Linked DNA regions of Mus musculus: regions 1, 2, 4, 5 and 6 are each linked to region 3. Evidence: chromatin contacts called from public Hi-C, HiChIP or PLAC-seq and promoter capture Hi-C data. All regions are on one chromosome and are shown on one strand. The core of a region is the stretch at or near the end of the contact, and the rest is flanking DNA. Distances in the headings are between cores, read along the strand shown.

Region 1 (3,883 bases), core at 1,289-3,788, 290 kb before region 3:
CTTTTTCTATGGCTTCCACAAAGTCTGAGGTGTCTCGTAGGCCGTTGAGGTAGAAAGGGAACTGAGCGTACTCGATGGGCTCTGCTGCTGGGACTGGAGAGAGGAGAAGTGAGGTAAGCTGGGGACCCCGGTGAAGACAGACACTGGGTGTGAGGTAAAGAGAAGAGAACTTCTCAAAAGTCCATGAAAAGAACAAACAATAAATGGTTCTGGGCCTTTACAATATTCCCTGTCAGTTTAAAATTTCTCAGTGTGTGTATGTGTGTGCGCGCGCACGCATGTGTTCAGGCACACACGTGGAGGTTAGAGGACAATCTGAGATGTCAATCTTTTCCTAACTCCCTGTAAAAAGTGTCTTGCTGTTTGCTGCTGCATATTTGAGGCTAGCTGGCTCTGGAATCCCAGGAACATTTCCCACCCCTACCCCCCCTTTCTCCTTTTGCCTTGTGCACTGGGGTTACCACTACGCTACCACACCCAGCTTCATGTGGGCTCTGGAAATTCAAAGCCAGTCCTCATGCTTCTTTGGTTAGCGCATTGAGCCACCTCTTGAGCCTTTGATTTTTATTTGGTAGTGGCGGGGGTGAGGTGGGGTGGGGTGGGGGTGGGGTCGGTGGGGAGGGGGTACGAGTTGGGTGGGCAGAGGAAGGCCTCTATGATCTGCTATGATATGCTTTTTTTTTTTCCCTTAAGGCTTTGGTTTTATTATCCCCAAAGCAACTACCATTTGTGAGGTCTAAATGCCATGAGACTTAAAAGTTGGAAATGCTTTTTTTGTCCCTACATCAATCTGTTCTCCTTGACCAAAATAATCCCAGAGTCGTGCCTTGCAGAAAAAAAAAAATACTACACTTTCTTGTCCTTTAGTGACCTAGCAACTTAAACCTTCTCTGTTTCTCTAATGCAATGCTAAGTCTTCAGCAACAGGGGAAGAAATCCTCACACAACAAGCATTTAGTTACTGCCCTTGTGTGTTCCACACCCTTTGGGGTCATTCAGTTGACTTGCTAAACATGATTTGCCCTATTATAATCTCAACTATAAATTTTCATTAAGACAAGCCTTGGCTGCTTGCCACCAGGCTCTGGGGTTTAGGTACAGGGGAGTTCAGACCGCTGCCTGCCCTGGTTGCAAAAAGGACCCGTCTTCTTTCTCATGTCTTCTCTTGGCCCAATATCCAAAGCATATGCTGCTACTAACATCTCTAACATAAATGCAAATTAAATCCACACAGAGCCACCTTTCAAACCCCAGGCTTAGAGGTGAAGGGAGGGAAGAGGAGAGCACGGATGTATACAGACTTTTCCTCTCCAGTTTAAACAGCTCTGACAGAGCACAGGTGCTTGGTGGCTTATAGAAATGACCCAACATGCCAAAAATCCCTTCAACACCACAGTTGACAAAGTTAAGATAAACACACAATCCCTAGCGATAAAACTCGGCCATAGTAAAATAACACTCGATGTGGAGGTATCTTCAGCTTTCACACAGAACAGCTGGCATCAGGAGAAATGCCTGGAGTTAGAGCTGCAAAAGGGGGTTAGAAACGCTCACTTCTCAACGTGAGAGCGCAGGGCTGTGTTCCATTACACACCCTCATCTGTCTCCCAGAGTTTTAAAGCAAAAGAAATATATTGTTCTATTTACACTTTTGAACCCTGGGTAGTGTCAACGGATGGGGCTGTTGCTGAGCTCCAGGCAGTGACTGAAGGAGCCTCCAAGAGCTCCCAGCCTCTCAGGATGGGAGTGCTACTTACTTCTCAGCCTGGTCTCTGGCATGTAGTCGGCTTTGTCATGGACCCACTCCGGCCGGTGAGGCCGGATGTTGGCCTGGGAGGCAGCGTAAGCTACAGGGTCGTTGCTGACCCAAGCGGTCAGGTAGATGTAGAAAGCGCTCGGATTAATGATGCCATCTGCGTCTACCAGACGCTGTTTAGTCAACTACAAAACGGAAAGAACAGAGGTCATTCAGGGCGGGCTGTGGGGTAAACACACTCCTGCTGGGAGAGCAAGGCTTTGTACCCACATTTCCAACAAGCAGTAGAATACCCATGCCTCCACAGTGCCCCAGTCCCACAAGAATACCTTTGATGTCTTTCAAAATACACTTATTGGGGGATGCAATCACCAGTGTGTTTACAGCAAACACACGGTTCCGCAGATGGCCCAGGAATTGGCTGAAGCAATTAAATCTGAATGCTAAAAGAGACTGTCTGCAGCCAAGGCGGGGAATGAACAATCTGGAAAAACATATTTATAGGAGGGGCACGGGGGGAACCTGGCAAGCATCCCTATCCACGTCTGTGTGCAGTTAACCTCTGTTGTTAACACTGAAGGAAATACCACCCAGTAAATGGAGGGAGCTATAAAATAAAACAGCATCTGTATAAATTTTGCTAACACAGCCTCTGATGACCTGTGTATTCAAAAAAAAAAAAGCCCATTGCCAGAACAGGAAAACAAAGATGCAAAGCCAGGGCCCTTCTGAGGAATATTACTTCTGCACCTTGGTCAGATTCAGTGGCCACATCTGCTCCCTCTACAGTAGGTCTTGTGGGCTTTGCCTGGGTCAAAGCCACTACGAGACACAGTGTGGATTATATATATGGTAGATACATCAAAAAAATTTCCTGTTTACTTTAGACCCAGGCCTCCTTCCAACGTTTGGTCTTTCTTAACGAACACCAGTGACAGGAGTTCACAGAGAAAAGAGTGGGGGAATAAAGAGCGTGGAAGAGACCGGGCGGGGCGGGGGGGTGGGGGAGAGACAGGCAGAGTAGACTGCAGGGATCTGGATTCAATTAATCCACAGGATCTCTAACAACTGTAGGTTTTCAGACTGTCTCTGGAATTACATAGCACAGCTCCTGGCCTCTACGTATGCAGCGTGCTCTTCTTTCCCCCAGGAGAGGAAATGATATCTCAGTGCCTGGACCCCACCACAGGCGTCCCACAGATTCCCTGATCTCTAACTCCAATTCAGTCCGTCCCTGCTATCCTCTCAGGCAGGCTGGTCTGCCGTACCCTTGTCAGGCCCGACAGCTCATTGCACGCCACTATAAAGCATCAAACCTCACACTCCACAATGACTCTGAACAATGTACTTTGTAAATCTGTCACCTTTAGTGCCAGCAAAAGGGAGAGAGGACAATATGCAGAGCTGACAAGGAGATCATTAACGAGATGTTTTCTGCCTGAGGATAGGAAACTACCAAGAGCAAAGAGGCCTGGGACTCACCCCAAATCCAGGGTGCAAATGCAACCCCTGAGGAAACCAAATGGGATATGCTAGAATCCAAGTACTTTGAATACAAGATACTATCCAAAAGAACAGCTTTCAACATACTGTGGCGTGAGCTGCATGGGGAGGTTGCATGCTTCTACGCCTGCTTACGTTTGCTATATTCAAGAGCAGGTAGCTGCCCACACCTACACTCAACATCTACTGCTGAGGCCAAGCTGACCCCAGAAAGCATTAAATAACTAATCCATCCTCAACCTCTAGTGACTTTGCTCATCTTCTAAGCCACCCACCTACCCAACCTCTGTTCAAATGATTGCTCTCCAATAAACCCACCATCCCATGTCTGAATATAACTGAGACCACTATACTAATGTATTTTCATATAACACATATTTCAGTGTTCAATAAACTCTGAAAGCCCAGTATGGGTTGGTGCTTCCCACCACTGGGAAAAGCACACAGTGTTAACATACTGTATTTTTGCCCATTGCTATTGTGTTAGAGGCAACACCTGTCTGTCCCCTCCTCTTGCTTGACAGGCAGGGAAAGGGAAGTTTTCTGGCTAGCTCAGAGCCAGTTCAAGCTTCTTCCTACCATCTCCTATCACTTCAGGTTCTCATGGGACACAAGGTGGGATTA
Region 2 (4,278 bases), core at 917-3,416, 460 kb after region 3:
CCCCCAACGCCTGGGGTCAATATTCTTTTGGTGGGTCCTAGCTCAGAGCTGAAGAGCTGGTCTAGCATGCACAAAGGCCCTGAATGTTCGCTTCAGATCCACTAACAGTTTTTCTGACTGAGAACTGCCTAAATCTTACAATTTTTTTCTTTTTGTTTTGAGACAAGATACTCTCTACATAGATCCTAGAACTCATTAAGTACACAAGGCTGACCTTGAATTCACAAAGATCCTCCAAAGTACTAGAATTAAAGGCATGGGCTACCACACCCAGCCTTACAATTTTTCTTGTTGAAAATCACCTAAATATTCAACAGAGAACTGCCTAAAATGTTCATAAAACATTTAAAACTATAAACGCGTTTAAATCCATAAACATTTTTTATAGTTTAACCCTTTAAAGCCACACACCCTTTGGCTTACAAAGCATTTAAAATCAAATGAGATTTTGAACACATCAATTGGAGGCTAGCATTCTGCTATGAAGTACCGTGCAGAGCAATGCAAAAATCAATCGTATACCATCCTGCATGGGTTTGCAAAGAATAGATACATATGTGTGCCAGTGGAGGATATTTCTGGAAAGATTCACGAGAACTTGGCAACATCTGTTACATTTAGGGGGCACTTCTTTGTCTTTGCCACAAAGTTTTCTCAGTATACTCTGTGTATCTTTACAATTTAGAGCTATACGAAAATAAGTTTGCCCCATACAAAAAAAAGAGCAGAAATAATGTGCAGATTCAACCAGCACGAAGTCTCTGGAAGGAACCCGGGCAAGGGTGTCTCCTCCTTCAGGGTCACACACCGGTAGACCTGGGCAGACACTAGTCAGGGGCTATAGTTAAAACAAGTCCTTCGTCTTCCTCCTTCAAACGCTAAAAAAAAAAACCCTTTCCTCTCCTCTCAGCTTCCTTTAAAAACCGGTCTTACTTTCTAGTTGCCCATTAATCTAGAATATACTTTCTACTAAATTTGTTTGTCTAAACACTTCCTAAATAAATAAATGTCACCAATCGAGAGCCCACCTAGCAAAGTCCAAGTTCAAGTCTTGGAAACCTTTTCTAAAAACCCCACCAAGAGGTGGACACCATCCGCCCCAGAAAACGCGGCACCTTCCTTCAACCGCGCAGGCAGCTATGCAGCTGACAACGCTTTTCCACGTACATCAGTACAACGAAGGCAAAGCTCTGGCTTCTCTATCAACCCCAGCAAACCGAGCGGCTGCCAAAACGGATTTCTTTCGTCTTCAAGAACTGAGACACCAAGAAAAAAAATCACCCTCGAAAGCGGCTATTCTACCCGCTCCGGCTGGCGGGGATTTCTCAAAAGTGACACCTCTGAGCTCTTAGCACGCTTGGTGGTTCAAACGCCATCAACGTGACACCTTTCTGGAGGCACGAGAGGGAGGGCAAAGATCCCTCAGGAGGCCTGAGAGGGCGCGACAGCGTGGGGGGCGGGGGGGGGGTGTCGGACGGCCGGGGGCTCGGGCCGGATCCCACGCGTTGCTAAGGCTCAGCGAGGCTTTGGGCCCTCGGGACAGCAAAGACCAGCGGGACTCAGCAGAGGCTCGGACTCGCGTGGGAACAACCGCGCCGGCTCATCCCGCGATGAGGTGGGTTCGAGGGCAGAGCCGCCCCGCTCCCGAGGCCGGACTCACTTGCAGGAGTGACCCCTCGGCCCATCTCCGGTAAAGTTGCTACCGCGGGCGCACGGGCGACTAGAGGCTCGAGGAGGCGCGAGCCTCGTGGGGGTGTGGCGGGGCTCACCCGTGATGTCCAGGTACAGGTCGTCCTGCTGCTCCAGGCGGTGCAGCTCCTGCGGCGTGGAGCTGCGGCTCTTCTTCACGCCGGGAGAGGAGGACGAGCTGCGGCGTGAGCAGGGGGGCGCGGTGGCCCAAGCCGAGCGCCGCTCGCTCTTACGCTTCATGGAGGCGGTCGCGGCCCGTCAGGGGACCGCGACCATGGCCCGGCAACCCGGCCCGGGTCCTCGCGCTGCGTCTCCCGCCGCCCGCGACCCGGGGGCCCCACAGCGCTGGCCGGTGGCTGGAGCAAAGCGCGCGCTCCCTGGGACGCTGCTGCCGTGGCGTCCGAGCTCAGCGGGCCGCGGCTCCCGGGGACCCCCAGGAGGGATGTTCCGTGGAGCTTCATTCACAAAAAGAAGGGCCCACAACCCTCCTCGGGGCCTACCGGCTCGGGCCGCTCATTGGTCAGTGCGGCGTGACGTCACGCAACTGGAGCCTTCCTACAGGCAGGTACTCGGTGACGCCATAAAGAAAAGTCTGAGCGCTTCCGCCAATCGGGCAGAAAGCGTGCTGGCGACCCCCTTGGTGGGACCCCTCTAACTTTTGTCTCTTGTGTCCAGGTGTTGACGCCTCAGTCCCCAGTTCCTCGAGTGAGTCTCCGAGTTCCTGCACAACCCTACCCTAATAACTCCACTTCGGATCTTTGAGATGGAATTTTTTTCTTTTTTAAGTGTTTCTTGGGTCTCCCCTGTAATTCGCGCCAAGGGAGCCTTGTCATGGCCGCCTGCTAGGAGAGTGTGTAGGCTGCTGAAACGGTCCTCAGCTCTGTGGACGCAAGGCAGAGTGGACCTCAGAACTTAGAAGTTCAGACCAGCGCCGTTTTCCCACCTATCCGATCGGATCGGATCGATAAGGGCTTCTTAGCGTCGGTGAAACCACCTGGAGATGCGATTTACCGCGGTGGTTTGAACCTTCCGACACCTCACCTCGGAACCCAGGAGCGCGCTAGCTCTCGCTGTGGGTAGCCGAGGTGGCCACGGTCCGACTTAGCACGAAGTGTTGGAGCATGTGGCCAGCTGAGCAAACGGCCTTTTCTCCTTTGGGTCTGCAGTGGTACCGCCCCATATTTTGCTACTGGGTTAAAAAGATATCAGATCTTTCTGGAACTTGACCATAGCTGCCATTTTGAAGAGCCCAGCTTCACGGTAGCATCTACTTGGGCGAGGAGACTGGAAGCAGTCGGTAGTCCCAAAGTCCCCATCGGCAGGACTGTAGTCAACAGCGATTTAGTCTGAAAGGGAAGTCAAGAGTCAGAGGGATAAATTTCAGTCCCTCCTCCCCTCCCCCAAAGAACCTCTCAGAAATGCAGATTTCACGAAGTTCCTTCCCCTAGGGAAGGCTTCTTTTGTTTTGAAGCCCTACCTTAAGCCTGCTGCTTCGGAAAAGATAAGATATGGGACTGGCTTTCCTTAGCCAGGGGCCCTTAAGAACCTGCTTGTTCACCTTTCGGGTTTCCATAGGACATCAACGAAGGCCTTACATTTAAAATGTCTGTAGTGTTAGCAAAAACTTTTGCCCAGGAAGAGAAAGTCCTTCACACGGTTCCAAGGACTCACAGTAGAAGGGCCACCAAATGTCACAATCAGAAATTTTATGAAAAGTTTTTTTTTTTTTGGTTTGTTTTTTTTTTTTTTAACCACCACTATAATCCATAGGATTACATGGAAGAAAGTGTTCCACTACACAGCCCAGACTGGGCTGAAAATGGCATCTGCCTCTCCAGTGCTGGGATTCCTGGTGTGAGCCACTGCAGGCACCTTACTGGATTCTCCCTCCCTCTCTCTCTCTCTCTCTCTCTCTCTCTCTCTCTCTCTCTCTCTCTCTCTCTCTCTCTCTCTCTCCCTCTCTCTCTCTCTCTCTCTCTCTCTCTCCCCCCCCTCTCTCTCTTGTGTGTGTGTGTCTAGTATGTTCCTTTTTTTTTTTTTTTTTTTGAGCTTTTGGGACTCAACCCTTGCTTGTGCTGGACCAAATGATCTACCCCAGCAAGCCACATTCCTGGCCCACATTCGTTACTTTTTGAGACTGGCTTAGTTGAATGTCTAACAGCCAAGTACTTTCCATACGTCAGTTGATTTTTCTCTCACCTTCAAATAGAATGCTTTGGCTAGATTCTGGCCACTAGAAAGTCTAACAAAATGCACATGGTTTAAATAAAGGGAAAAATCTTAGGTGTACATAGTTATGCCGTGTACGCATTTTCCTATTTTGCAGATGCATAGTTATGATCCTGCTGAAGTAATATTTTTAAAGCAAGGCTTTTTATTACTCCTAAGTATTCAGACATGTCTTGGGAACTAGAAGTCCATGTGCTAAACATATTCACTTGGGTGTGGCCACACTGCCTGTAATATCTGTACTTGAAAGTGGAGGCTAGGGGAACAGGACTTCATGGTCACCCTCTGCTACCGAAGGAGTTGGAAGCTAGCCAAGGCAACAACCAGATCCAGCCTCAAAACAAACAACAAAAACCAAAA
Region 3 (3,858 bases), core at 23-2,522:
CCTTTAACAAGGTGATTTCTTTCATTTCAATGTTTATTTTGGATTTATCAAATCACTTGTAGTTTCAGTAAGGCCTTACATCTTAAACCAACAGGCAAAGGCCAGCCTGGTCTACAGAATGAGTTCTAGGATAGCTAGGGCTACGCAGTGAGAAGGCCTGTCTCAAAATCCCTGCCTCCCCCCAAAATTTATTTAACTCTTTATTTTTTGCAGTTACTCCCCTTTATTCAGGCTGTTGTTACTAGCTAAATCAATATTCCTAAATGTTTCTCTTTATAAAGCTTTTCCTATTGCTTTGCAAACAAGTGACACTCTTAATATAGCACTCCTTTGAAAATAGTCTACTAGTCTTAGTAGTATCTGCAAAGAATGGAGATCTCTTTGTTGAATAGGCATATAGTATATACAAATAAGATCCTCCAGTAGGCAGGATAATGATCCCCAAGAGGAATTTGTGTCTCTAAATCCAGGAACCCATACATGTTATCTTACATGTCAAGGGGCCTTTTCTGATGTAGTTATGAGTGTACACCTGAAAATAAGATTATTCTGGTGAGCTCAAAACAAACAAACAAACAAACAAACAAACCCCCCCAAAACCCAAACCCATTGTGGAAGGCTCAGGAAATGCACTATCCTTGGCTTTGAAGAAAGAGGTCAAGCCAAGGAGTGGAGATTCTTCCACTTTCTAGGAAGGAATGCAATTTCTCTGACTTCTGGATTTTTAGCTCTACGAGACCCGTACACAGGCACAGTGGCCTAAAAAAAAAAAAAATCACAAGAATTCGACATGAAGAATACATTTGGCTTCACGAGCTTGTTCAGGAGATGTTGGGACAGGCAAAATCCATTCAGCTCGTGCGCAGAACGCTGTGCTGGAGGCAGCAGGCTGCGTGGTGTGTGCTTCTCTCTCAGGGCGAGGCACAGTCGCTGCTCTTCTCAGATGGCGAAGAAAACCGAACCCCAGGGGTTGCCTTGTTTGTGCACGAGTGAGTTACGATAAAGTAGGCAAACCCAAGAAAACGCCCTCTTAAGGCTCGCCTCCTGAAGCTCCTAGACGACAAGGCCACCACAGTGTCAATGGTCTGTGCAGGGCTCACACTGTCTTTTTCCGCCCTGGGAGGATGTCACACACCTCAGGTCGTGGACTCCCTCAGCGAAGAGGGTCGAGGTCGCCGACTAATGCCAAATCTCGCGATATTTGGGACGTTCGCGAACTGCGCGAGGCTGACCTCGTCTGGAAGGGAAGCCGCTTCCGCCCGCTGAAAGGCTAGTCCATCTTCTCGCGATATCTGGAGGGAGGCGAGCGATGGAGCGCAGAGGCGCTCGTTCTCGCGGGATTTACGGGCTCTGGCGAGCGTTGGCTGGTCGCTGAGGTGACGCCGCCGCGTCAGGCCCCACATAGCGCCCCCCGCTCCGGGCGGGCGATGCCCGGCAGCCGGCCCACGTGCCGTGCTCTCCTCGCCGCCGAGAGCGGCGGGGCTGCCGGGTGCCTGCCCCTAGCCCGATGGACATCTCCGCCCCGCAGTCCCGCGCAGACTCCCGCAAAGGTATGAGCTCCGAGCTCGCGCCTCTGCGCAGGCACACGTCTTCAGGGCACTTCCGGAAGCGGCTCCCGCGTGCTTCCTGTGATTGACAGCTGCGGGTTTCGAACTCTTGCCCCGCGGGAAGTCCTCGGCTTTGCGACTCAGCCGCCTGGACGAAAGAATTTAGTGCTGTCCCTCACAGTTACTCGCCGAGCAGTGGGAACAGACTCCTCATCTGTAAAACGAGGACTATTGCTTCTTGTGACTATTAGATGAGATGAGATGCAAGTGACTCCACTTTTGACCCTTGGCGTTCAGTAAATGTCATTTTTGTCTTTGTATATGCCAGTTATTAGTCAATAGCAGGGATCTGTTAGGTAGATGATCAAAGGCCTATTTATTTAGTTTAGTTCACTTACATGGCGTATTGAAGCAGAATTTTGCCTCTAGTAGATCACCAAGAGCTTTTGAAAGTGCAGTTATCTCACAAGCCATCAGGGATGCAGACTTGCCCTCTAGCTTTTATTAATAAAATTGATTGATATAACAGATTACAAACTTTGTGTATATGTGTGCATCAGGCATGTGAAAGTCAGAGGATAGCTTGGGTGAGTCAGTTCTCCTTATGAATTCAGAGGCTGGAATCCAGGTCAGCAGTATTAGCAGCAAGTTGGCTTACAGATGGAGTCAACCTTCAAGCCCTGACAGAACAGATTTACAACTGAGTGTTCTGTGCCCAGGAATCATTGGGTAAATCTTGCTCTTCCTTTGAGGAAGATATCTCATGAAAGTAAGCAGGTGCTCAATGCTAATTTCAGGGTAAGCAACAAACCTTGAACTCGTAGGACTAAAAATTGGTCATGTCATAATTAAGGGCCCACAAATAGAAATGCCTTTATGAATCTGACTGCTAAAGGCAAATGGTGGATCTTCTAAGTGACAGTGATGGGACTGCTATGTTTGTTCCTTGATGCTATTAGAAGATTTAGTCACTTTTGGTATTTTAGGGGGAAAATTGCTGATGGGAAGAACAGATCACTCAAGAGTGTCCAAGAAGGAAGTATGTTTCCTATGTTGGAAGCAAACAAAAAAGGCACTTTGGAATTGAGAGAGGCATCCCAATCATTAGGAGCAATACCCCCAGTCCTACCTTTCAGAGAAAAGTCCTCCCTTGATCAGCAGTTCCAATCTCTGTAGTAACAGAATCATTATTCCTGACTCCAACTTTATCTATTTGGTTCTAGAAATAACCCAAACTCAGGTACAAAGGTGCCCATAAAAGATGTCCTGGTGTTTTCCACATACATACAGGTCTACCTGAAAATTTTTTCTGAAATGTGTCTCCCAATACTTCTTTTCCATAGCACTCTGTTCTCTTCTTCCAAAGCACCTTTTGCCATTATGTTTATGTCTATGAGTTTTTTAGGGGCTATCTCACTAGATCAATAATTTGTTTTCACTTAAAAATTCAGCTTATAGCCGGGCGTGGTGGCACACGACTTTAATCTCATTACTCGGAAGGCAGAGGCAGGCGGATTTCTGAGTTCGAGGCCAGCCTGGTCTACAGGGTGAGTTCAGGACAGCCAGGGCTACACTGAGAAACACTGTCTCAAAAAAACAAAACAAAACAAACAAAAAAAAATCAGCTTATGCTTGTTAACTGTCTTTTGTGTGTTAGTCTAAGATTTTTTCTTAACTAGAAGAGCTATTGTTTCAATATGTATTATTCCAATAGATAAAGAATCAGACATTTAGAATAGTTTAAGTATATTTAAACTACTGATATACAGAATTTTTTCAAGAGTTTTTTCAATAAGTGATGGTACCATGTACTAAGGACAAAGTCATCGAACTACTTACTAAATCAAATCTGATGTTGCCTTTTAAAATACAGGTTTATTAGAATACAGCCATGCTCATTTAGTTATTGTCTGTGACTGATTTTTTTCTTTAAAGAGTAAGAGAATAAATGGTCTCTAAACTGTAATTTAACAAATAGCTAGTAGTTGCCTATAGAAAAAGTTTGCTATCTCTTGCTTTCCAGAGATGTTGGCATAGAGAAAAATTATATTTTTGTTTGTTTCAGTTTCTTTGTTTTCTTGAGACAGGGTTTCTCTGTGTAGCCCTGGCTGTTCTGCTCTATAGTTCTTAGTCCAAACTAACCTCTATCGCAGAGATCTCAGAGTTCTGCTTGCCTCTTGTCTCCTGAGTGCTTGGATTAAAGATTTGCACCACCATACCCAGCTGTGATTTGATTTTGACTTAAAATCAGAAAAGAGATTGTAGTGGAGTGTGTGTAGGAGTAATAGAAAAAGAGGAAAAAGGGCTACCT
Region 4 (3,778 bases), core at 985-3,484, 500 kb after region 3:
GCACCGTCAACACCAGCTGAGGTGAGGAAGCAACTCAGGTGTCCATCAGTGGACAAATGCATAAAGTGTGGTACCCCAAGAAGTAGCATCCAACCATAAAAAAGAAATTGGTTCTGGTTTTTCCGAAACAGGGTTTCTCTGTGTAAGAGCCCTGGCGGTCCTAGATTTGATTTGTAGGCCAGGCTGCTCTCTAACTTTCAGAGCTACTCCTGCCTCTCTCTGCTTCCTGAGTGCTGGCATTAAAGGCATGGGCCAGCAAGCCTGGCTGAGGGGTTTGTTTGTTTTTGTTATCTGTAAAACATGGAGGCCATTCTGCTGAGTGAAATAAGCCAGGGACAGAAAGACAAACACTGGATGACCTCACACGGAATACATACGGAGTCAAACATTATAACTCATGGAAGTAGAGAACAAAACAGTGGCTACCACGGGCTGGGAGAAAGGGGGTGGAACACACTGAAACGTGCTCAAAGGGTACAATTTCAGGGAGACATGAGCAAGAGGGATCCTTTTAGAAATGTGCTGTCCAGCACAGTGACACAGTTACTAGTAATGTGCTACTCCAAAATCACCAAAAGCCATCTACTTTAAATGTTCTTTGTGAGGGCTGGAGAGATGGCTCAATGGTTAAGAACACTGACTGCTATTCCAGAGGTCCTGAGTTCAGTTCCCAGCAACCACATAGTGGCTCACAACCATCTGTAATGAGATAGGATGCCCTCTTCTGGTGTTTCTGAAGACAGTGACAGTGTACTCATATAAATAAAATAATCTTTATATGTTCTTTGTAAGCACATACACATCATGTTTATTGCTTCATTATTCACAATACAGAACCAGTGTGGGTATCTGCCAGCAGATGCATGTACAAAAAAAACCCAAACAACCCAACAACAACAACCCCCCACATCACATACACACATAAACGCACACATACACACACACTGGGAAATGTAATCAGTTATGAAGAATGAGGTAATGTTTATGAACTGCAGGAAATGAGTGGAAATGGACATTATGCCAAGTCAAACAAGCCACAGACAGACAAATATAGTATTGTTTTCTCTCACATGCAGAACTAGGCTTAAGTTTATATGCACATATTTATGTAGAGTAGAAAGGGTGTTGTGAGGATGAGGTCTAGATGCATGAGGGAATGAGAGGGTAAAGGAATATTAAGAAGACAAAGATGACCAGTGTGGCTCTGGAGGAGGGAAGCAGCAAGAAGGGGTGACCACATATAATAACAGAATAGGCATGTATGAAAATATCACGAGACCCATTTCTCTTTATGCTGAGTAACTTATGCCAACAATATTAAAAATGTTTACAACGCAAAGATGCTTCAGTGTATTATAAACAAAAGGAATAGAAGGGCAGGCAGAAGTTTTTAATTTTTTCCTCACTCATCCTGTAAATGTGTGCTGAAAATAGATCTTAGTTTTACAAATGCCCAGTGTCTTCAGTTACAAAGCTCTTCTGGCGACTGAAGAAAAACGCAAAGCTGCACTTTTAATATACGTTACATTTTCCTATAATGGATTACTATTTGGGTTGTAAACACAGTTGCTGTCTGTGTTTTGATTTTTTGCGTTCTTACGCAACATTTTGACACAGGCATTTTTACCAGGTAAAATTATGGTAGTCCGATCCCAAGAGGGCGCAAAAGAGCGCATTAGGACAGAAATAGACCCCCGTGGGTCTCAGCAGCCCCAGAGGATGAAGGAGGGGCCACCCACCCACAGCTCACCCCCACTGCATCGGCCGCTGTTGCTCACTCGGGAAACTTACTCGGAGGACGCTCTTGGGGATTTTGGCCAGATCTTCGACATATTCTTTACAGACGTAACACAAGAAATGCTGAAAGGCAACCATGCAGAAGAGCACGTCAACAAGGTAGCAGCCAGGTTCCAGAAGGTCCGGGCGGTCGGTTCCAGGCGAGGTGCTGCACCCGCCGCGGCCCAGGATCTGGGCGGCCAACGAGAGGCACTTCCCCTCCCGCCCTACCCGTGCTCACCCTCACAAACACCACCACGGCTCGCCGCTCTCGGAACAGCGCTCCGAACGTCACCCGTCTCCCAGACGCGTCCAGCACGGGCAGCTCCGCTACGGCGGCCGCTAGCGGCTGCCCGCGCTCTGTGACCGAGCCAGCCGGGCTCGGGACCCGGCCTGCGCAGCCGCTGACCTGCCGCGTCACCGGCGCGGCCATCGCGGAGGAGGGCGACCGCTCAGGTCAGCCACCGACCGCGGGGGGCGGGGTTAAGGGGGAGGGGCGGGGCTGAGACTGGAAAGGCGGGGTCACGAGGGTGAGGAGGGGACTGGAGGCGGGGCCACGCGGGGCCGACCCTTCGGAGGCGTGGCCACAAGGGACGCTACGGAGCTACAGAAGGAAAACACTCCAAACCGTTCTTCCAGTTTGAATACCAAGGGAGGGGACAGTGCTATGGGAGGTGCGGCTGAGGCACTCCCTCTTTCTACTGCCTACAACACTTTCCAATAAAAATCATATTCTTTACAGTCGTAACACAGGAAATGCTGAAGAAGGACTGGAAAGATAGATCAGGGGTTAACAGCCCTGGCTTATCTGGTAGAGAACCAGGGGGTTCAGTTTCCAGCATCCACATAGCAGCTCACAACTCTAGTCTCAGGGTATCTGATACTCTGGCACCCACAGTAGGCACTGTTCAGAGTGCCTACTGCTCTGAAAGAGGACCCAAGTTAGATTCTCAGTTCCCACATCAAATGTTCATAACTGCCTGTAACTCTTGACACTTTCTTGGGGATTCTGCAGGCATCTGCACTCACACAGAAAGAGTGACAGAGGAATGGAGAGAGAGAGACAGAGGAGGAGTGGGTGGGGAGGAAGAAATTAAAAATAACAGTTCATTAAAATTTTTAGATTAATAGCTGAGGCTGTGGTGGTGCACGCTTTAATTCCAGCACTTGGGAGGCAGAAGCAGGCAGATGGCTGAATTCGAAGCCAGCCTGGTCTACAAGACAGGTCTAGGACAGCCAGGACTACACAGAGAAACCCTGTCTCAAAAAAAAAAAAAATAACAAATAAAACTTAAATTACATTTTATTTATTTTGTGTGTGTGTGTGTTGTCTCTTTGTGGGTATATACAAGTTCCTCTTGTGTGTGGAAGTCGAAGGACTTTTGGAAGTTGGCTCTCTGCTTCCATCGTGTGGATCCCAAATATTGAACTCATGGCAAGTGCATTTATCTACAGTGCCATCTCCCAGGCCCAGCACCTGGCATTTGTAATCACCGCCTTACATTTCCCATTCTGTATTCCCTTTTCCCAGAGAAGCCACTTCAGCTGGTTGTGGGTCTTTACCCGATACAGTGACCAAACTCATTTCCATTGTCTTTAAACATTCTATGGGACAGCCTGTTTTCCAGACACTTCCTTAGTCCCCTGTTCTCCTCAGTAATCAGGACCAGTCATTGTAGGCAGAGCAGTAAGTCCCTTCTATGCCTGTTTCTTCAAAGGAGACCACAGAAACAAATAAAGCACGCACAAAGAGTGCATACAAGAAAGAATTCCTAACACAGTTAAGGCTTCTATCCTGTAGGTGGGTTCTATTTGAGTCAACCTTTGATCTCGGTAACAAATTTTGCATTTTTACTTCAGTCAGCTCTGTATTCCTCTGTCTAAGAATTTGTATTGTACTTACTGTATGTGCGCATGTGGGCACATTGTGACACTACCTGTGTAGAGATCAGAGGACAACTTGTGGGAGTCAGTTCTGTCCTTCCATCACGTGGGGCACAAG
Region 5 (4,027 bases), core at 1,429-3,928, 310 kb after region 3:
CTCATAATCACCTTGCTCCCCCCTCCCTCAGTGCTAGGTAGATTACAAAACTCCAGATTTATATGCTAAGTGACCACGTTACCATTGGACCACACACACCCCTAGTCTGGAACTCAAAGCTTCAAAGATGAAAGGGCCAGTGCACTGGGCACCTATTGTCCTCACAGCAGTGGCCTGTGTTCACTGGCTCCTGATGAAAACAAAAAGAATGTATTTCTTAGAAGCCTTAAGATTGCAGCCAGTCAGCAGCCCACAAGCTCTAGTGCCTTTGGCTGACAGGACCACAGTTGCTCCCAAACATGCCCATGACACCCGTTTTTAATTGTAGATTTTGATTTGTTTTAAGATTTACTTTATTGTATGTGTTTAGGTGTTCTGCCTGCTGCATATATGTCTGTGCACCACCAGAAGCGAGCAATGGATTCCCTAGACCTGGAGTTATGGATGGTGGTGAGCCAACTTACGGGTGCTGGGAACCAAACTGAGTCCTCTGCAGGAGCAGTCAATGCTCTTAACTACAGAGCCATTTCTCCAGCCCCTTTGCATTTTATTTTACTTTGAACCAAGGTCTCTGATGGCTCAAGATGACCTTGAACTTGATAGATCTTGCTGCTTCCACCTCCCAAGTGACAGGTGTCCACTACTGTGTAGTGCTAGAGATTGAATCCAGTTTTTTGCATGCTAGGCAAACACTACCAACAGCCTCACCACCACCCTGACATTTTCTTTTTCCGTTATGACCTCACACTTTATGTACATACTATATGTTAATACTATATGTATTAACTGGCTTAAGTGTATATTCATTTTACTTAGCATACTGTTTGTGGGGTTTTTTTCATAAATATTTATTTTTATTCATTTGCTTGTGAGAGGGTGTTAGATCCCCTGGAGTTGAAGTTATAGGTAGCTGTGAACAAACCCATATGAATACTAGGCTTTGAAGATGGTTTGGTGGGGAAAGGGGCTTGCTGCCAGGCCTAACAAACTGAATCCATCCCTGAGACCCACACAGTGGAAGGAAAAAACTGACTCTTGAAAGTTGTCCTCTGACCTATACACACACACACATTCAATGGCATTCAATGGCTTATTGCTGGTACACTAGGATGTGAAATTAAGGCGTTTTGTTTTGTTTACCTGTTCTATTCACTTCAGTTACCTATGTGCCTGAGAATATGGCTGTCACATCCTGAGCACACACTGTCATTAAATTTATGAAGGCTCTGTCCCCGCCCTCCTGTAAAGTTCTCCTGGGGGTCTTCTTGGTACTTGGTCACTCCCTTCCAGTCATCTAGCCAAGTTGACTTTCTCTCTGCTCTTCCAGGAAGCCAAGCTCTTGCTGCTCTCTTCTGCCTGATGTTCTGGCCCCAACCTCTGACCCTCTTCTCTCTTGGGTCACATCTGCAATGCTTTATCAGTTCTTGAACCTGTTTGTTGTTGAAGTAGAACTTCCATCGAAGATGTTCCACATGGTCTATACCATTTTTTCCACAACATACCATGGGATCAGCATAGTAGGTACTCAATAGTATCTGTTGGACTTACAACTTGTGGACCCGATATGGATCTGAGTTTTCCCAAATATAAGACAAAAAAAAAAAAGCAGAACTGTGGGGTTTACAAAGAGCCCTGGGTTGTGGCAGCTCAGGCAAGGCCCTAGGAGGTTAATACCATGCTTATAGTCAGCTAGGTTCTGCATCTAAGGAAAATGCTAAGTATGGCCAGGGAGCAATCACCCCTGGGGCCAGATTTAAAACCACAGTTCTCTCCGGATTCAACCACAGAGTAGAATTAAATAGGATATTATTATAGTCTTTACAAATAAGTTCAAAGAAGCACAGAGTTGCTGGTGCATTCCACTCTGATCTTAAAAAAAAAAAAAAAAAAAAAAAAAAAAAAAAAGCTGATCTTGTAAACTTCTAGTTGTTCTGATTATCCAGAAATACGATGGTTATTTGAGAATGGATGATTAGCCTATATAAACAAACCACACAAGTCCAGATGTAATCGGTGGAACATGCATTTTTGTTTTGTTTCGTTTGTTTTGCTTGGAGCTGGAGATGTATCTCAGTGAAAATGAAAAGCCTTGGGTGGCTTCCTCTGTACAAAACAGGTGTGGTGTCACACATGGAAGGTGGAGACAGGAAAACTATTAGGTAGTCCAGAAGTTAACCTGGGGTGCATGAAATCCTGTCTCAAAAACACCACGAAGATTAAAAGGTAATGATTTGCTCAAAATACATTTATGTTTATGATGTTGTAACCTGTAATAACAGCACTAGAGAGGCTCAGTCATGAGGATTTGAGTTCGAGGCCAGCGTGAACTATCTGATGAATGCCTGTCTTAAAATAAGTCGTCACTTTTTTCTCAGTTGCTGAACTTACTTAATGCTTGCAAAGGTGGCTTTTAAGTTCAGCTGGTGTATGTTCTTGATCCCAAGTGGACTTTGTTGGGTAGTGACTTGGTAAAGGCAGAGCACACTCGGCTTTCCAAGCCCCGGCCACCCTGCATCCCTCATAACCAGCCTCACCCGTATGTGGTCAGCAGCGCCTTGTTGACCAGCACGATGAGGAAGGAGCATGTGCCATAGAAGAGCGCCGACAGCAGCCTGGCCAGGCGAGAGGGCAACGGCGCCGCGTTGGGCTCCTCCATCTCTGCCCTCCGCCGCCCGGCCCAAACCCAGCCCGCGGTCCCGCCCCCAGCGGCCCGGGAAGAGGGTGCGGCAGGAACAGGAAGAGCCTGGGCGCGAACTCCGACCACGGCCCGCCCCGCACCCCGCACCCCGCACCCCCGCACCACGCACTGGTGCTTCTAGTGCGCTCTCTCCTTGGAGGTGTCCACCTCCCGGGAAAGCCGAAAAACTGCCTTAGCCGGCACCCCCAGAAAGGCTGAGGTTCGTTTCCGTTTTTGTTTGTTTGTTTTTAAAAAGTATAATTTATGTCCTACGGGACGCGCCTGATTAGTGAGTTACAGATGCGTTCTTGACAAATGAACAGAACCAAGCAAACACGTAAATCTGAGTACAACATCCCCACAAAGGGCAAGAGTCCCCCTGAGTACTTAGGGTGTATCAGCTGTGGTGCTGGGCTACACCTCCCTGCGTGTGTTCAGAGCGCCCCCATCTACCCCGGTGGTTGGCATGATGGTAATTCCCAATTTACAACTATTACTAAAAATGCTTCCAGGCATACTTCAAGACAAGTGCTCGTGCGGAACGCTTCTGTTTCTCGTTCATAAATGCCTAAGACTGGCATCCACCATAAATGCCATGTATTCGGCTTCTCTTCCTCTGGACACTTTTGGTAAATTCAGGCCTCCCTCACAAAAGGCCCACTTCTCCCTAGGACAGCAGCCCCAGGATCCCTGGTTCTTGTGAATAAAAGCTCAAAGCTGTAGAACGACTCTCAAGTTTGTTCTCATGTTCAGATGTATTGCACTTTGATCAGTATTAACTTGCATTCCACAGCCAAAATAGTGTTTTTTTGAGTTCTGACTGCACACACCAGTGTTAGGTCCAAAGGGCTCCTCATTCCGTGGCCAAAGCGCAGGCTCACTGACTTGGTTCAAAATTGAGTATAGGCCCAGCTCAACCTGGACCATGGGAAGATTCCTGGCAGTTGGATAAATGCCAGCAGAAACAAACAATCCATAGCTTAGGGGAGATCAGCGGCTTGGTTTGGATAGGAGAACATGGAGGTGTCCCCGGTCCATCTGTGTGTATCTCTTCTGGGTGTTCTGCATTGGGGGTATTGAAGGGGCACAGAAAACTGCCAACATGACCATTCTCTCCATCATGTACCACTGAGGTGTGTTGTAGGTTAAGAAAAAGTACCCACACCGGGCGTGGTGGCGCACGCCTTTAGTCCCAGCACTTGGGAGGCAGAGGCAGGCGGATTTCTGAGTTCGAGGCCAGCCTGGTCTACAGAGTGAGTTCCAGGACAAGCCAGGACTATACAGAGAAACCCTGTCTCGAAAAAAAAAAAAAAAAAAAAGAAGAAAAAAAAAAGTACCCAGAGCAGAAGG
Region 6 (4,107 bases), core at 1,231-3,730, 310 kb before region 3:
ACTCTGACATCACATGCTGGTACCTTCAGATGAATTAAGATAACACTCTCCAGGAAAACGGAGTGTCACAGAACCTCCCAGACTTCTGCCAACAGTCATGGCTTCTTGCTGAGGTCTCTATCTTAAAAAGGGGAGGAACGCCCCTGTGTCTTGGCAGCGGTGGTTCTCTTTAGCGGTGTGTTCAGATTTTTGACATTGCAATATGACATTATCATCTCTAAAGTTCACGCTGGAGAGCCACACAGTTGAGTCGCTCAGTCCCTCTGAAATAACCTCATGAAAAAGCTTTCATGCTTTAAGTTTGTGGATCTGTTTCTGGACCCTATGAAGAGCTTGCCCTGGCCACACAAGGATGCATCCGCAGGCTGCACAGACACCTGAAGATTGTAAGCTCCGTTCCCTTTGCTTCAAGAGGAATTCCTACAGAGATGCCATGACTTCATGTCAAAGTAGTCATATCACATGGGAACATCCCAGCTGTGCCTTCTGGGTCACTTACATTGGGTACCATTCTTTTTGTAACAGAGCCTCAAGCCCTCTGTTTGCTGGAGTTCCATGATCTGAACAGGCCAGGGTATCCCTTGAAGAGGTTCATGATGACAGTTCTAATTTCCTGGCAGTACACCTACGCAGAAAATGGTGGCCAACACATCCTCTACTACTGCTGTGTTGAATGATAAAACAGACTCAAGCTTACAGTGTATGTTCTCATCACGTACAACCTTCATTAAAAGCAATTAACATCTGGGCAAAAGGTCTTTTCAGATGACAAGGAGACCTCCATCTCTTCTTTTGGGAGGTCAGTTACTCAAACAAAGCAACCGTCTTTGTATCAGCATGGTTGCTGCCTGGAGTTCAGAGGCCTGGAGCTTTCTAGTAGCTGTGGTATAAATGATGTGGAAAGAATGGAAGGGAGAGGGAGAGAGAGAAAGGAGGGAGAGAGAAGAGACAGGGAAGGAGGGGGAGGAGGAAAAAGAATGTGAGGGGTTATATTTACCTAGGTATTGAATAAAGATGGTAGATCTTGATACACAGTTTAATTAAAATTTTATCCCAGGCTGTGATTAAAAATGAAGTTATTTATTAGCTATACATTAATTATAAGACATATAAACCAGCTGACAAGATGGCTCAGCAGATAAAGGTACCTGCTGCTAAGACTGACAACCTGAGTTTTATCCTTGGGTCCACATGGTGGAAGGAGAGAACTGATTTCCATAAGTTGTCCTCTGATCTACACACACACAGTAAATATAAACATTTAAAAACAAACAAACAAACATAAAACTAGCAGTTGATCTTTGTGTTCGAAGCCAGCCTGGTCTACAGAGTAAGTTCCAGGACAGCCAGGGCTACATAGAAAAACTCTGTCTCCAAAAACCAAAATAGGGAAAAACAAACAAACAAACAAACAAACAAACAAACCTTAAAACTGGATGGCGATCAACCATCATCTTGTGGGACAAAGCATGTCTCAACAAAAGCTTCTCTCAGTCCGGGTTCTAATTAATGCTAGTAATATTTCCCATGCTCAGATTTAGAAAGTCTACATTCTCCTTGAGTTGAATTTGGAACCAAGTTAGCATTGTTTATGACACTCACTGCAGAAAGGCTTAAGAACAGATCTATCAGCACTTCTATCAGAAGAAAAGGTAACCCTTAACTTCTTTCCTAGACTGTCTCTATTATGGAGGTAATTAACTGAGTATTTGATTCTCATGTGCTTTGGGGCTGTTTCTCAGCAACATTTCACTTTGTGTTTTATAACAAGTGGCCTGGGGCAGTGATTACTTAGGCTAGCTGCCCAGCAAGCCCTCAACATCGAGATTACAAATACAGCTGGTATATGGCTTTACCTAGATCCTGGGGATTGAACTCAGGTCCTCATATTTGCACAGCAAACCCTTTCTTACTGAGCCATCCCTCTGGCCCAGCTGGAGCTCACTGTAGGGTGTGAGTTTGCCTCTTGGGTTTCTATACAATGATCCCAGGCACCCCTGAGATGCAAACTCAGGCCCAGGGTCATTGTAAAGTACATGGGATGTGGCTGATTCCATCCTCACTCACCCAGTGACTCCACCACCATTCTGACCTTCAGACATCACCCTCAGAGAACATTTATTCTAATTTAGTTTATAGATGACACAGGATTCCAAAGTTTCAAGGGATTTGCCCTCAGTTGGCCAATTGGATGCTGGGAAAGCCTCTAGGCAGGAAGGGAAGACAGAGGTCCCTCATCCCCTGCCTATTATATCAGGGGTACATAGCCTCTGCTGAGGTCCTGCTCACAGCCGTGTGGGACACAACACTGGGAAGGGAGTTCCTGGGCCGAGATTCCCAGACACAAATGTGAGGTTTACAGGTCTCAACTTTTTCCCACAGACGAACATGTGTTTTTGTGGAAAGACCACACAGCAGAGTCGGGACTGCTCTGTTATTTCCAGATTCTGGCCACTCAGCCTGAGTCACAGAGTGCCAAGGCCACATTAGCCTGGAGGAATTTACAAATTGTTCCTACTCTTAAGAGCACACTCCTGGGTTTCTCTCCCACAGAACCCTGACTCTCAGTACCACTGGACTCTGGGTTTTCTAGCATGCTTCTAAGGCATGCTGACTGAAGGACCACACTTGAGTAGCAATGGCCCAACACTTCCTTGCCTTAAGAGGACCTGGCAGATTTCTTCCTGAAGACCAGAGAGCAAGTATTTCAACAGTCTGCAGGTCAGTCAATCACTATTGCACACCACACAATTCTGCCACTATAGCGTGAAAACAGTCATGAATGGTGCGTATAGACAGATATGGCTGTCTCCTGACAAATCCACACAAAACCAGGAGGTAGTCTTGGCTACAACTGGCTGATCCTCCCTCTAGGACACGCGCTTAGAATGGTTTGAGCTTCCAGGTCTTCTGGAGCATATATTTACAATCACAAAAACAGGTGATCAGGAGAAACGGGTGTTAATCTCTACTCATGTTTTCCTCATGTATGATGAGGTTATGATGAAATCACATCACTGAACCCTTTTTAAAAAAATCACCTTGTAGCAGGCCAGTGAGCACTCCATCATCAGCTGTACCAGGTCAGTTAGTGCTATGTCATCAGCTATGGTGATGCTATTGTATTTAAAAAAACTTCTCAACTATGGTGATGCTATTGTATTTAAAAAACTTCTCAACTTTAAGTCAGTGTCTCTTTGTGTGTCTGTGTGTGGGGTGTGCACGTGTATGCAGGTGCCAGTAGAGGCCAGAAGAGGGCATCAGATCCCCTGGAGCGTGAGGCAACAGTTCTGAGTGGCTCTCTGTAAGAGTAACTGTCACTCCTAACCAACCACTGATTGACCTTTGCAGGGGTCACTTGTGTTTACACTGAATTTGGCTGTATTCACTTCCCGCGTGCCTACATAGAAAGGTAAGAAAAGGGAACGCTCAGAAGAGTCATTAGGTGACTTCCCCAGTGTCCACAAAATACACATAAAACAGCTTCCGTAAGGCCAGCAAGAAGAAACGAACAGACGGCCTGGAACTTCTTGTGTATATGTAGTTTAAGAAACATTCTAGAAACAAGCACATAAACCAACAAGTTATATTATCTTTATTCATGTTAGAATTTCTATCAGTGTTTGAACATTAATATTTAGAGAGTTTTGTACATTTTCATCTGAGAACCGCACTAGGTCACCATGTTCACACCGATACTTTCCAATCACATGGATCACTGCTCACGTGTACTCTCCTAACACTGTTAAAACATACTCTCTTCTCTCCCTTGCTGTCATTTATAACGAAACGTGTCCTCACACCCATGTCTCAGCAAAGTTCCAGACATTATGGATTTCATCACATATAAATTCTTTAAAAATATACTTCTGTCGAAAGACTTGATGACTACTATGTACACTACAAAAATAAATTTTCATATAAATAAATTATATGGCATACTTTCATCTTTGTAATTGAAGTGACACAAACTCATTTCCACCCAAATTGGCAGACGAGACCCAGTTTGAATATTTATTTCCTTTAAACTCCTTACACTAAAACCTACCATGAGTCCTTAATGTAAATGTTATATACTCTGAACTATTTAACATTAGTAAGCACTCT

Evidence for each region. Promoter capture Hi-C pulls out the DNA fragments that hold promoters and counts their contacts. Hi-C and Micro-C count contacts between places; a contact is called where the count stands out from the background. HiChIP or PLAC-seq counts read pairs in DNA pulled down with a chosen protein or histone mark. Capture Hi-C pulls out chosen DNA fragments and counts their contacts.
Region 1: a Hi-C map of uterus shows a contact between it and region 3, with 4 times the contacts expected there. The contact joins the enhancer-like site here to the promoter of Ercc6l2 in region 3. A contact is called at or near these places in 15 of 39 promoter capture datasets (the 3T3-L1 cell line, 3T3-L1-derived adipocytes, the HPC-7 cell line and 10 more), 2 of 484 Hi-C or Micro-C datasets (cerebral cortex and uterus), 6 of 115 datasets of contacts at active chromatin or transcription factors (the 230-238 cell line, cardiomyocytes, embryonic stem cells and 2 more) and 3 of 9 other capture datasets (adipose tissue, liver and pancreatic islet).
Region 2: an HNF4G HiChIP or PLAC-seq map of pancreatic cancer cells shows a contact between it and region 3. The contact joins the promoter of Cdc14b here to the promoter of Ercc6l2 in region 3. A contact is called at or near these places in 1 of 39 promoter capture datasets (neural stem cells), 1 of 115 datasets of contacts at active chromatin or transcription factors (pancreatic cancer cells) and 1 of 9 other capture datasets (adipose tissue).
Region 4: an HNF4G HiChIP or PLAC-seq map of pancreatic cancer cells shows a contact between it and region 3. The contact joins the promoter of Prxl2c here to the promoter of Ercc6l2 in region 3. A contact is called at or near these places in 5 of 484 Hi-C or Micro-C datasets (CD4 T cells, erythroblasts and muscle stem cells), 2 of 115 datasets of contacts at active chromatin or transcription factors (memory CD8 T cells and pancreatic cancer cells) and 1 of 9 other capture datasets (liver).
Region 5: a contact with region 3 is called in a promoter capture Hi-C map of adipose tissue. The contact joins the promoter of Slc35d2 here to the promoter of Ercc6l2 in region 3. A contact is called at or near these places in 2 of 39 promoter capture datasets (macrophages and neutrophils), 1 of 484 Hi-C or Micro-C datasets (CD4 T cells), 1 of 115 datasets of contacts at active chromatin or transcription factors (effector CD8 T cells) and 2 of 9 other capture datasets (adipose tissue and liver).
Region 6: a contact with region 3 is called in a promoter capture Hi-C map of embryonic stem cells, with 2.3 times the contacts expected there. The contact joins the enhancer-like site here to the promoter of Ercc6l2 in region 3. A contact is called at or near these places in 13 of 39 promoter capture datasets (the 3T3-L1 cell line, 3T3-L1-derived adipocytes, the C10 cell line and 8 more), 2 of 484 Hi-C or Micro-C datasets (cerebral cortex and embryonic stem cells), 5 of 115 datasets of contacts at active chromatin or transcription factors (cardiomyocytes, embryonic stem cells and stem cell-derived neural progenitor cells) and 4 of 9 other capture datasets (adipose tissue, liver, macrophages and 1 more).

Annotation. Positions count from the first base shown.
Region 1 is chr13:63,523,188-63,527,070 of GRCm38.p6, forward strand. Ptch1 (patched 1) reads right to left here. Exons shown (of 24, transcript NM_008957.3): 17 at 1,758-1,941; 18 at 1-93. Among named protein-coding and RNA genes, the nearest start is that of Ptch1, 41 kb to the right of the region's middle. Within about 2 kb of position 2,539, at least 14 of the 459 cell types and tissues checked have an H3K27ac peak or open chromatin away from gene starts, as enhancers often do. A contact at or near this core is called in uterus, where this site is marked.
Region 2 is chr13:64,272,822-64,277,099 of GRCm38.p6, forward strand. Cdc14b (CDC14 cell division cycle 14B) reads right to left here and starts at 2,167. Exons shown (of 14, transcript NM_172587.3): 1 at 1,770-2,167. The coding sequence starts at 1,929.
Region 3 is chr13:63,813,968-63,817,825 of GRCm38.p6, forward strand. Ercc6l2 (excision repair cross-complementing rodent repair deficiency, complementation group 6 like 2) reads left to right here and starts at 1,273. Exons shown (of 19, transcript NM_001013608.3): 1 at 1,273-1,550. The coding sequence starts at 1,508.
Region 4 is chr13:64,310,476-64,314,253 of GRCm38.p6, forward strand. It overlaps Prxl2c (peroxiredoxin like 2C), which reads right to left and starts at 2,235. Exons shown (of 6, transcript NM_025370.3): 1 at 2,018-2,235; 2 at 1,792-1,860. The coding sequence starts at 2,209.
Region 5 is chr13:64,126,652-64,130,678 of GRCm38.p6, forward strand. It overlaps Slc35d2 (solute carrier family 35, member D2), which reads right to left and starts at 2,679. Exons shown (of 12, transcript NM_001001321.3): 1 at 2,535-2,679. The coding sequence starts at 2,656.
Region 6 is chr13:63,504,756-63,508,862 of GRCm38.p6, forward strand. It overlaps Ptch1 (patched 1), which reads right to left. Exons shown (of 24, transcript NM_008957.3): 24 at 3,573-4,107. Among named protein-coding and RNA genes, the nearest start is that of Ptch1, 59 kb to the right of the region's middle. Within about 2 kb of position 2,481, at least 6 of the 459 cell types and tissues checked have an H3K27ac peak or open chromatin away from gene starts, as enhancers often do.